3 separate regions of the Sus scrofa genome follow, and all the other regions are linked to region 1. The links are chromatin contacts, called in public HiChIP or PLAC-seq maps. All regions are on one chromosome and are shown on one strand. The core of a region is the stretch at or near the end of the contact, and the rest is flanking DNA. Distances in the headings are between cores, read along the strand shown. Region 1 has its middle 45 kb from the start of TYRO3. Region 2 holds the start of MGA (MAX gene-associated protein). Region 3 overlaps MGA (MAX gene-associated protein).

Evidence for each region. HiChIP or PLAC-seq counts read pairs in DNA pulled down with a chosen protein or histone mark.
Region 2: a contact with region 1 is called in an H3K27ac HiChIP or PLAC-seq map of alveolar macrophages. The contact joins the promoter of MGA here to the enhancer-like site in region 1. A contact is called at or near these places in 1 of 5 promoter capture datasets (liver), 6 of 47 Hi-C or Micro-C datasets (brain, liver, retroperitoneal adipose tissue and 1 more) and 1 of 2 datasets of contacts at active chromatin or transcription factors (alveolar macrophages).
Region 3: a contact with region 1 is called in an H3K27ac HiChIP or PLAC-seq map of alveolar macrophages. The contact joins two enhancer-like sites. A contact is called at or near these places in 1 of 5 promoter capture datasets (liver), 1 of 47 Hi-C or Micro-C datasets (epiblast stem cells) and 1 of 2 datasets of contacts at active chromatin or transcription factors (alveolar macrophages).

The regions. Positions count from the first base shown.
Region 1 is chr1:129,783,004-129,785,703 of Sscrofa11.1, reverse strand. No RefSeq gene overlaps it. Among named protein-coding and RNA genes, the nearest start is that of TYRO3, 45 kb to the left of the region's middle. Within about 2 kb of position 1,388, at least 28 of the 83 cell types and tissues checked have an H3K27ac peak or open chromatin away from gene starts, as enhancers often do. A contact at or near this core is called in alveolar macrophages, brain, retroperitoneal adipose tissue and 1 more, where this site is marked.
Region 2 is chr1:129,695,850-129,698,754 of Sscrofa11.1, reverse strand. MGA (MAX gene-associated protein) reads left to right here and starts at 1,321. Exons shown (of 25, transcript XM_021097378.1): 1 at 1,321-1,462. It also overlaps the pseudogene LOC110259510.
Region 3 is chr1:129,666,573-129,669,466 of Sscrofa11.1, reverse strand. The region is part of intron 2 of MGA (MAX gene-associated protein); the gene reads left to right. Among named protein-coding and RNA genes, the nearest start is that of MGA, 29 kb to the left of the region's middle. Within about 2 kb of position 1,351, at least 1 of the 83 cell types and tissues checked has an H3K27ac peak or open chromatin away from gene starts, as enhancers often do. A contact at or near this core is called in alveolar macrophages, where this site is marked.

The DNA.
Region 1 (2,700 bases), core at 139-2,638:
GGAGTGGGGGTCAGAAAAGACTACCTCTTCCTTTCTGGGAGTAGTAGCTCCTCCTTGGTATCAGGTGAGGTGTGTATTCAAATTAGCAGAAGACCGTCCTCAAACTCCTGCCCTTGGTCTGAAGCTGAATGCAGGCCTCATCCCATCCCCCACCTAACAAAATGAGGCATTTCTCACACCTCCATTAATCAAGCAAGCCTGCCTGTGCTGATGGCTTCCTTGAGCAGTCATTAACTTACAGTGATCAGGAGTTCCCGATGTGGGGCAGCAGAAACGAATCCGACTAGGAACCATGAGGTTGCGGGTTTGATCCCTGGCCTCACTCAGTGAGTTAAAGATCTGGCGTTGCCATGAGTTGTGGTGTAGGTCGCAGATGCGGCTCAGGTCCTGCTTTTCTGTGGCTGTGGTGTAGGCCAGCAGCTGTACACCACAGACTGGGAACCTCCATATGCCACAGATGCAGCCCTGAAAAGCAAAACAAACAAACAAACCCCAAAACCCAAATAACTTACAGTGATCTTCCAATGTCCCCTTATCTATGGTCCTTTATTGGAACTTCTAAAACTACCTGTGCCGACTCCATCCTATCAGAAAGATAGACTTTTAGAATCTGTAGGTTTCATGTTCTGTTAGGAGAGGCAGGATCTTGGTGAGACTGTATGAAATCTTGAAAAGACTTGCAGATAGCTTAAGGTCAGTTGGCATGATCACAAGTTATCCTCAATCTGTGATTTCCTTGTGCGTGTGGATGCATGATATCTAGCTCTGATTAGAAATAGTAATTAGAAGATGACCTCCTTCTGTTATAAGAGATTACTTGCTCCTGTGTGTGGAGCCCCAAGGACTGGCTGCACAATGTTTTGCTGTTCAGGTAATGGCTTCGACTGTCTTTTTTTTTTTTTTTTTTTGGTCTTTTTGTCTTTTCAGGACCACACCTGCGGCATATGGAGGTTCCCAGGCTAGGGGTCTAATTGGACCTGTAGCCTCTGACCTACACCACAGTCACAGCAGCGCCAGATCCTTAACCCGCTGAGCGAGGGCAGGGATCAAACCCGCAATTTCATGGTTCCTAGTCAGATTTGTTTCTGCTGCGCCATGACGGGATCGCCTGGCTTTGACTGTCTAAACTCAAGTCAGCTGTAGTGCAGACATGGCTGATCTTTCCCAGCCTTTACACAGTGTGCTTAGAAAAACTGGGCTTCTCTTCCAGGAAAGGAGTAGATGTTGATATTCAGCACTCCTCTCAGGACTGGCCACAAAGAATGAAGACGCAGGTCAAACTTATCCATCAGTCCTTCTGAACTGACCTTCCCTGGAGGTCTCCCAACTGCCCAGTTTAGTTCTCCTTCCTCCTTCCTCACTGTAAGGAATGTCTTCCCTCCATATCCACCAGGAGGAGTCAGAGAGCACGCCCGCCTCTGTGGAGCTGGAGGCCCTGCTTTGGAGGGGATCGTAAGACTCCTCCCACCTCCTTCCCCCGTCGGCATAAGCAGAGGTTAGCGAGCATCAAGTCTGTTTCCCAGAGCGGGGAGGAGGATAATGAGGGAAGGCAGACAGCATATCCAAATGCACTTCCAAAACGAAAATGATTTCTGTGACACATGGTGCTACTGAGGGAGAGGTGATGACAGCCTCCTCCCATTTCAGGAACAGCTCCCAGAGTTGTCTGTAGGCGGATTCACATGACACATTCTTAAGCCCGGTTCCATTCTGTGTTGTGTTTGCTCCTTGTTCACATTTTAGGAACAATGGATCTCTACATCTTTCTGAGTCTGATTCTCAATTGGTTGTCTAGCGGTATATCCAGGCTGCTTCACTTGCCAAGCATGTGTGCCAGTATTTATCCTTTTCGAGTCATGAAACCTCAGCAATCCAGCTTTACCGGTGCATGTGAGCTAGAATACTGAATTGTGTGAATGTTGCTACTTCAAGAGAATTGTAATTAGGAAGTTGGGTGTTCCTCACAATATTTTGAGGTGAAAATATACTAATGCATATTGCTGGAGGAAGTAATACTAGTGATGCAGATTTGCCTGATAACTATTCTAAATCCAATTTGCCTTTTTGTGAGATAAAATTTGGGCCGTGGCATTTTTTGATTGATGTGTCTATATGAGGAGGTTTTTGGCTTTTTAGTACTGCTGCTTTTCTGTTCTCACTCTGCTAAGAATCTTTGCCAACATTACCACTGACATTTGAGGAAGAGAATAGAGACAGTTTGGCTTCTTGTAAATTCTTCTGTTCCCTTGGTGATGTAAATAATTATGGAAGCATATAAAAAGTTTTTAGCAAATTCGAATCTGCTTTTGGAAAAGCAGGTTTGTTACCTGTGGTAAGGGCTACAGAAACAACCTCAGCAAGATATTCTGTTTCTCTTGAACGCACTGTAAGTTAGAAAATCTTCCTTGGAATGTAGGGCCTACTGAGATGCCCATTCCACACCGATATAAAACATACGTTTTATAGGGTTCAGTAAAGTTATGCAGGTGTGTGGTCAGTCAGAATAAATCTCTGCCATCTTCAGCTTTACTAGGAGAATCCTGCCCATTGGGCAGACCCAGAGCTGAGGAACTTGAAAGGAGGGGCTGAACCACCTAAAACTGAGTGATTCTTAATTGTGGAATCCTCCATCTGAGAGTTTTTTATGTGGGGGAAGAGGGCACTTCTCCCCTGGAAGAGGTCTCACTTGAATTGCACCCT
Region 2 (2,905 bases), core at 72-2,571, 87 kb after region 1:
TTTGCCTGGAACTTAGGTATTATTCATTTGTTGCACCAATGTTGTGGTTGACAGTGCCTGAATGGGGGTTTCAGAGCAACTTCAGAAGTCCGTCAACTTTAGCCTACATGTTTTCCATTCCATGCTAACTCCAGCACATTTTCACCTGGTGATGTGGCATATCCTCTCAGGAAGAAAAAGAAGACCATTCCTAATACGCCTGGAGTCCAGCTCAGATCATTCTGGGATAAGCCTCTTCTTATTGGCTCCTTTCTTGTAACCCCCTCATTCTCCTTCGCAGTATTTTGCATTAAGTCCACCTAGCAGGTTCTCAGTACTTGGCAGTTCTTCTAAGAGAGTGAAAGGAAATAGTTTGGAGACTTGGACCACAGTTTCTGCTCTTTTACTACCTACTTCTATTTTGCCTCTTTTCTCTCACTTTAAACAACTCTCCCTTTTTACTAGAGTGTTAGCACAGAAGAAAGAATGGCTGGTAAGGGGTGGGAAAGAAGAAGGATAATCTTTGATATTTCCTTGGGAGAAATACTGTTAACTTAGCAACTGTCTGACACTCAATATATACTTGTTAGATTTTTGTTTGCAACCCATAGCTTAAATATCTTGAACAAACAAAAATTGAAAACGCAGGATCAGGGCATTAAAGCTCAGATAATACTCTATCGTGCAAAATTCTCATATCCACGTTTTAACCTTCTATCAAGACATCTTTCGTCTTTTTATCAGGCAAGCTAGTAGCAACTCTTCTTCCCTTCCTACTGGGCATTGAGGTTTTCAGACTCCTCCCTACTTTACTAGTGTTCTTTGGTTGTAGATGTTGCAAACTCTATCTCAGGGTCTTTTCTTCAACGATTCCCGAAGTCCTGGTGCTCTCTAAGCCCACAGCACTTTTGAGGAGGAGGAAGATCTCAGATTCATTTGACGGGCTCCTAAAGCCTTGGGGGCTGCGGAACCTCACTTGGGTGGGGCTGGGGCTGGGCGCGGCAGGGCGGGGCCGGCGAAAAGCCCAATTGAAAAGGTGGAAGGTTCAGTTGAGAAAGCCCCGCGGGCAAAGGTTTCACAGTTTTCACGAAGGCTTCGTGCGCGACGCTGAGGGAATTGGGGTGCCTCCCTCCTGCCTCGCCACTCTTGATTCTGGAAGCTTCAGTAGGCTTTTCTTGGTTGTTGACTCCCGGAAAGGCAGCGGCTTCAGCTCCAGGGGCGGGTCCCAAGGGTCTTGTCGCAGCTCCGGGGCCGTTTGGCCTCCTGGTGTTGGGGGAGGGGCGAGGGTGGTGCTGCTCGCGCCTCCTTTTGCGCTTGCGCGGCGGGCTCCGAGCGGGTAGGAGCGCGTGCGCGATGACGTGGACGTCCGGTGCGCGCGCAGACTCTTCAGCTGGAGCGGACACACGGTGTGCGAACCGAACAGAATAACCCGCCCCCAGCGGGATGTGAAGGACTCCGGGTGAGGCCGGCCACGCCCCGCACGGTAACTCTCGGGCCTGGGTGGAGGGCGTCTCCTTAGTACTGGCCCAATTGGAGTTTTCCAAGAGTTTGAAGCTCTTGAGTGTTTTTACGGCGTGAGAAGCGGTCAGCTGAGCGATCTTCGCACGCCGCGGCCAGGCCCGGCCTTGCGCGGGGCTGCCTTTGGCGCGCGCCTATGGTCCTCTGAGCGAGGCTGCGCATGTCACCTCGCGCGCGTCCCCGGCCTCACTTCCGCGTAGCGCAGCGAACTAGCTGGGAACATCGACGCCAGCAAGAGCGGCCACGAGGCGGGCGGGGTGAGAAGCGCCCATGGCGCGGCCCTGCCCTCGCGTGCGTGGGGTGCTGCACCGCATGGTACGATCCGCGTGACGCCTTCCAGCCCCGCGCCGGGCTGTAGTTCGAGAGCTGTGCTTCTGTGCTTTACCTTTGAGAGCTCAGGTCTTGGGGTTCCTAAACTCCGAGGGAATCGGTGCTGACCTCGCTTTTCTAAGGAGCTGTGTGCTTCGTTTTGACACCTGTACAAAACCCCTCATTTAGTATGTAATTTTGGGGCAAGTTGTTTGAGGCGAGATCGCGAGTTTAATAAAGAAGGAGGGCAAGGAAGTGAGCTGTAAAGGAGAGGGAACTTGGTAAACAAAGGGCTGGTGGTTCTTAAGTGCAGAAATGAGGGCGGGGAAAACAGGTGGGGAGAGCAGGTGTTATTTTCTTTAAACCTCTGTGGGGCAGCCTTTGGCTGGTTCTGTGTGGCTTCCTGCTTCTGTTAAATTATCAAGTAGGAGTCCTCTTTCAGTGGTAGATGGGTCTGGGACATAAATCTCTTGGAAGCATCAGTAACCAAAGTTGAGGAATCTGTGTCCGAAGAGTGTGGAGAAGTTAGGGATTAGTTCAAACTGGGTTGATAATGGGAAGTGATAGTGTCTTGCTCTGAAGGTTTTTACTTTATCTTCGGAACTCTGGAGATGCCTCCTTTTGGCGAGGGTATTAGCGGGGAGCGTGCTGGAGGTCTGAAAAGGGCGGGGGGAGCGGTTACTGATGGCAGCGTAAATAACCAAAAGTACTCTCCTTCTGAGGGAAGACCACTCTCCCAGGGTTCGCGTCGCCAAGGCAGACACGTGGATCAAAAGAACTCTCGAGCCCACCCGTGCGCTGCCTGTGTATGTTGTAAAGTTCCTCGGGCTTTTGCAGCAGAGTCGCTGACAAACACTGCCTGCTCTGCTTCTTTGGGCACGACGCCGCGGCTAGGCTGCAGAGAAACTGCCTGAAGGTGGCGTGGCGGCTCCTGGGAAAGGGGGCAGGCCTGAGAGGGCCGGGTTGCTGGTTCTGTAGTCTCCACGGTAACAGAATGCGACTGGATCCTGCCGAGCGATCCGCGGGTTCCGGCCGGCGGCACGTGATCTGTCGGGACTGCTCTTCCCCGGAAGAGCTTTCCTTGCGGCATTTTTTCACG
Region 3 (2,894 bases), core at 102-2,601, 120 kb after region 1:
TTGGAGGTTAAGCCCTTGTTGGTTGCATAATTTGCAGAGATTTTCTCACATTCTATGGGTTGTCTTTCTGTTTTTTTTTATGGTTTGCTTTGCTATGCAAAAGCTTTTGAGTTTAATTAGCTCCCATTGGTTTATTTTTGTTTTTGTAGTTGTTATTCTAAGAGGTGGATCAAACAAGATGTTGCTCCAGTTATCATTCTGCCTATAGTTTCCTCTAGGAGTTTTATAGTATCTGGCCTTACATGTAGGTCCTTAATCCGTTTTGAGTTTATTTTTGTGTATTCATTTTGTGCATTTTGTGGGTTTGTTTGTTTGTTTTTTTTTTTGGTCTGCAGGTTCAGCATATGGAAGTTCTGGGCCAGGGATCAAATCCGAGCTATGGCTTCAACCTGTACCACAACTGTCATACACATCTTCTTTATTCATTCACCTGTTGATGGACACTTAGGTTGTTTTCATATCTTGGTTATTGTGAATAATGCTTCCATGAACATAGGGGTGCATGTGTCTTTTTGAATTAGTGTTTTTGTTTTCTTTGGAAAAAAGCCAAGAAGTGGAATTGCTTGGTGATTACTGTGGGTTCTGTCTTTAATTTTGTGAGGAACCTCTCTACTGTTTTCCTTAGTGGCTCCACCAATTTACCTATCCACCATCAGTGCCTTAGGGTACCTTTTTCTCCATATTCTTACAGTTGTTGTTATCTGTTGTCTTTTTTGGCAGTAGCCATTTTGACAGGTGTGAGTTGATTGCTCATTGTGGTTTTGATTTGCATTTCCCTGAGGATGAGTGATGTTGAGCATCTTTTCATGTTCCTGTTACCCATTTTGTATGTCTTTGGAAAAATGTCTGTTTAGGTCCTCTGCCCATTTCATAATCAGATTGCTTTTTTTGTTTGTTTTTGCTTTTTTTTTGTCTTTTTGCCATTTCTTGGGCCACTCCCACGGCATATGGAGGTTCCCAGGCTAGGGGTCCAATCGGAGCTGTAGCCTACGCCAGAGCCACAGCAACGCAGGATCCGAGCCGCGTCTGTGACCTACACCACAGCTCACGGCAACGCCGGATCATCAACCCACTGAGCAAGGGCGGGGATCGAACCCGCAACCTCATGGTTCCTAGTTGGATTTGTTAACCACTGCGCCAGAACGGGAACTCCTGCTTTTTTTTCTTGTGTTGTGTTAAATGAAATTGTATATATTGTGGATATTAACCATTGATTAGATAATTGATTACAAATGTCTTCTCTCATTTAGTAGGTGGCCTTTTCATTTTTTGATGGTTTTCTTTGCTCTGCAAAAGCTTTTTTTTTGTGGTTGCTCACTTGTCATGGGGAAGTTCCCAGTCTAAGATTTGGACCTGTTCCATATAAGTGACTTGAGCCACAGCAGTGACAACTGTTGATCACTGCTAGATCCTTTAACTGCTAGGCCACTAGGAAACTGAAAGCTTTTTCTTTAAATTGAAGTATAGTTGATTTTCAATGTCATGTTAGTTTCAAGGGTACATTACAGTGATTGATGTATTGATATATATGTGTGCATATGATCTCTATATATTTATATCTATATACATATGTGTATATTATATATATTTATTTTTGTTTTTTATTCGATTATTCTAGGAGTCAGATCCAAAAAGATACTGCTATGATTTATGACACCGTGTTCTGCCTTTGTTTTCCTCTAGAAATTTTATGGTATCTGGCCTTACATTTAGATCTTCAGTCCATTTTGAGCTTATTTTTATTTTTATTTATTTAATTAATTTTTTTTTTTTTTGGTCTTTTGTCTTTTTAGGGCTGCACCTGAAGCATATGGAGGTTCCCAGGCTAGGGGTGTAATTAGAGCTATAGCTGCTGGCCTTCGCCATAGCTGCAGCAATGCCAGATCTGTGCCAGATCTGAGCCGCATCTGTGACCTACACCACAGCAATGCCGGATCTCTAACCCACTGAGCCAGGCCAGGGATCAAACCTGTAATGGCATTGTTCCTAGTCGGATTCCTTTCTGCTGTGCCGTGATGGGAACTCCCATGTTGAGCTTGTTTTTACATATGGTGTTAGAGAACGTTGTGGTTTCATTCTTTCACATGTAGTTGTCCAGTTTTCCCAGCACCGCTTATTAAAGAGACTGTTTTTTCTCCATTGCATATTCTTGCCTCCTTTGTCATAGATAAATTGACCATAAGTGTGTGGGTGTAAAATCTTTTTTTTCAGTTTGATGTAGTCCCATTTGTCTGTTTTTGCTTTTGTTTTCCTTGGCTGAGGAGAGCCATCCAAAAAATATTGCTAAAACTGTTGTCAGAGTGTTTACTGCCTTTGTTTTTTCTTCTAGGAGTTTCACGATTTCAGGTCTTAACTTTAAGTCTTTAATCCATTTTGAATTTATGTTTGCATTTGTGTGAGAAAGTGGTCCAGTTTGATTATTTTGCATGTGTGGTTTTTCTAACACAATTTATTGAAGAGGCTTTTGTTTCCCCATTGTATATTCTTGCCTCCTGTTTTGTAGATTAAAATATGCATATAAGTGTGGATTCATTTCTAGATTCTCTATTCCGTTCTGTTGATCTATGTGACAGTTTTGTGCAAGTACAATATTGTTTTGATGACTGTAGCTTCATAGTATATTTTTAAATCAGGAGTATAATACATCCAGCTTTTGTCTTCTTACTCAAGATGGTTTTGGCTCTTTGGAGTCTTTTGGGTTTCTATACAAAAGTTTAGGGTATTCTAGTTCTGTTGAAAATGCTATTGGTATTTGAAAGGAATTGAGTTACTGAGTTGAGTCTATAGATTACCTTGGATGGTACAATCATTTTAACAATATTAATTCTTCTTCTTCTTCTTCTTCTTCTTTTTTTTTTTTTTTGCTTTTTAGAATTGCACCTGCGGCATATGGA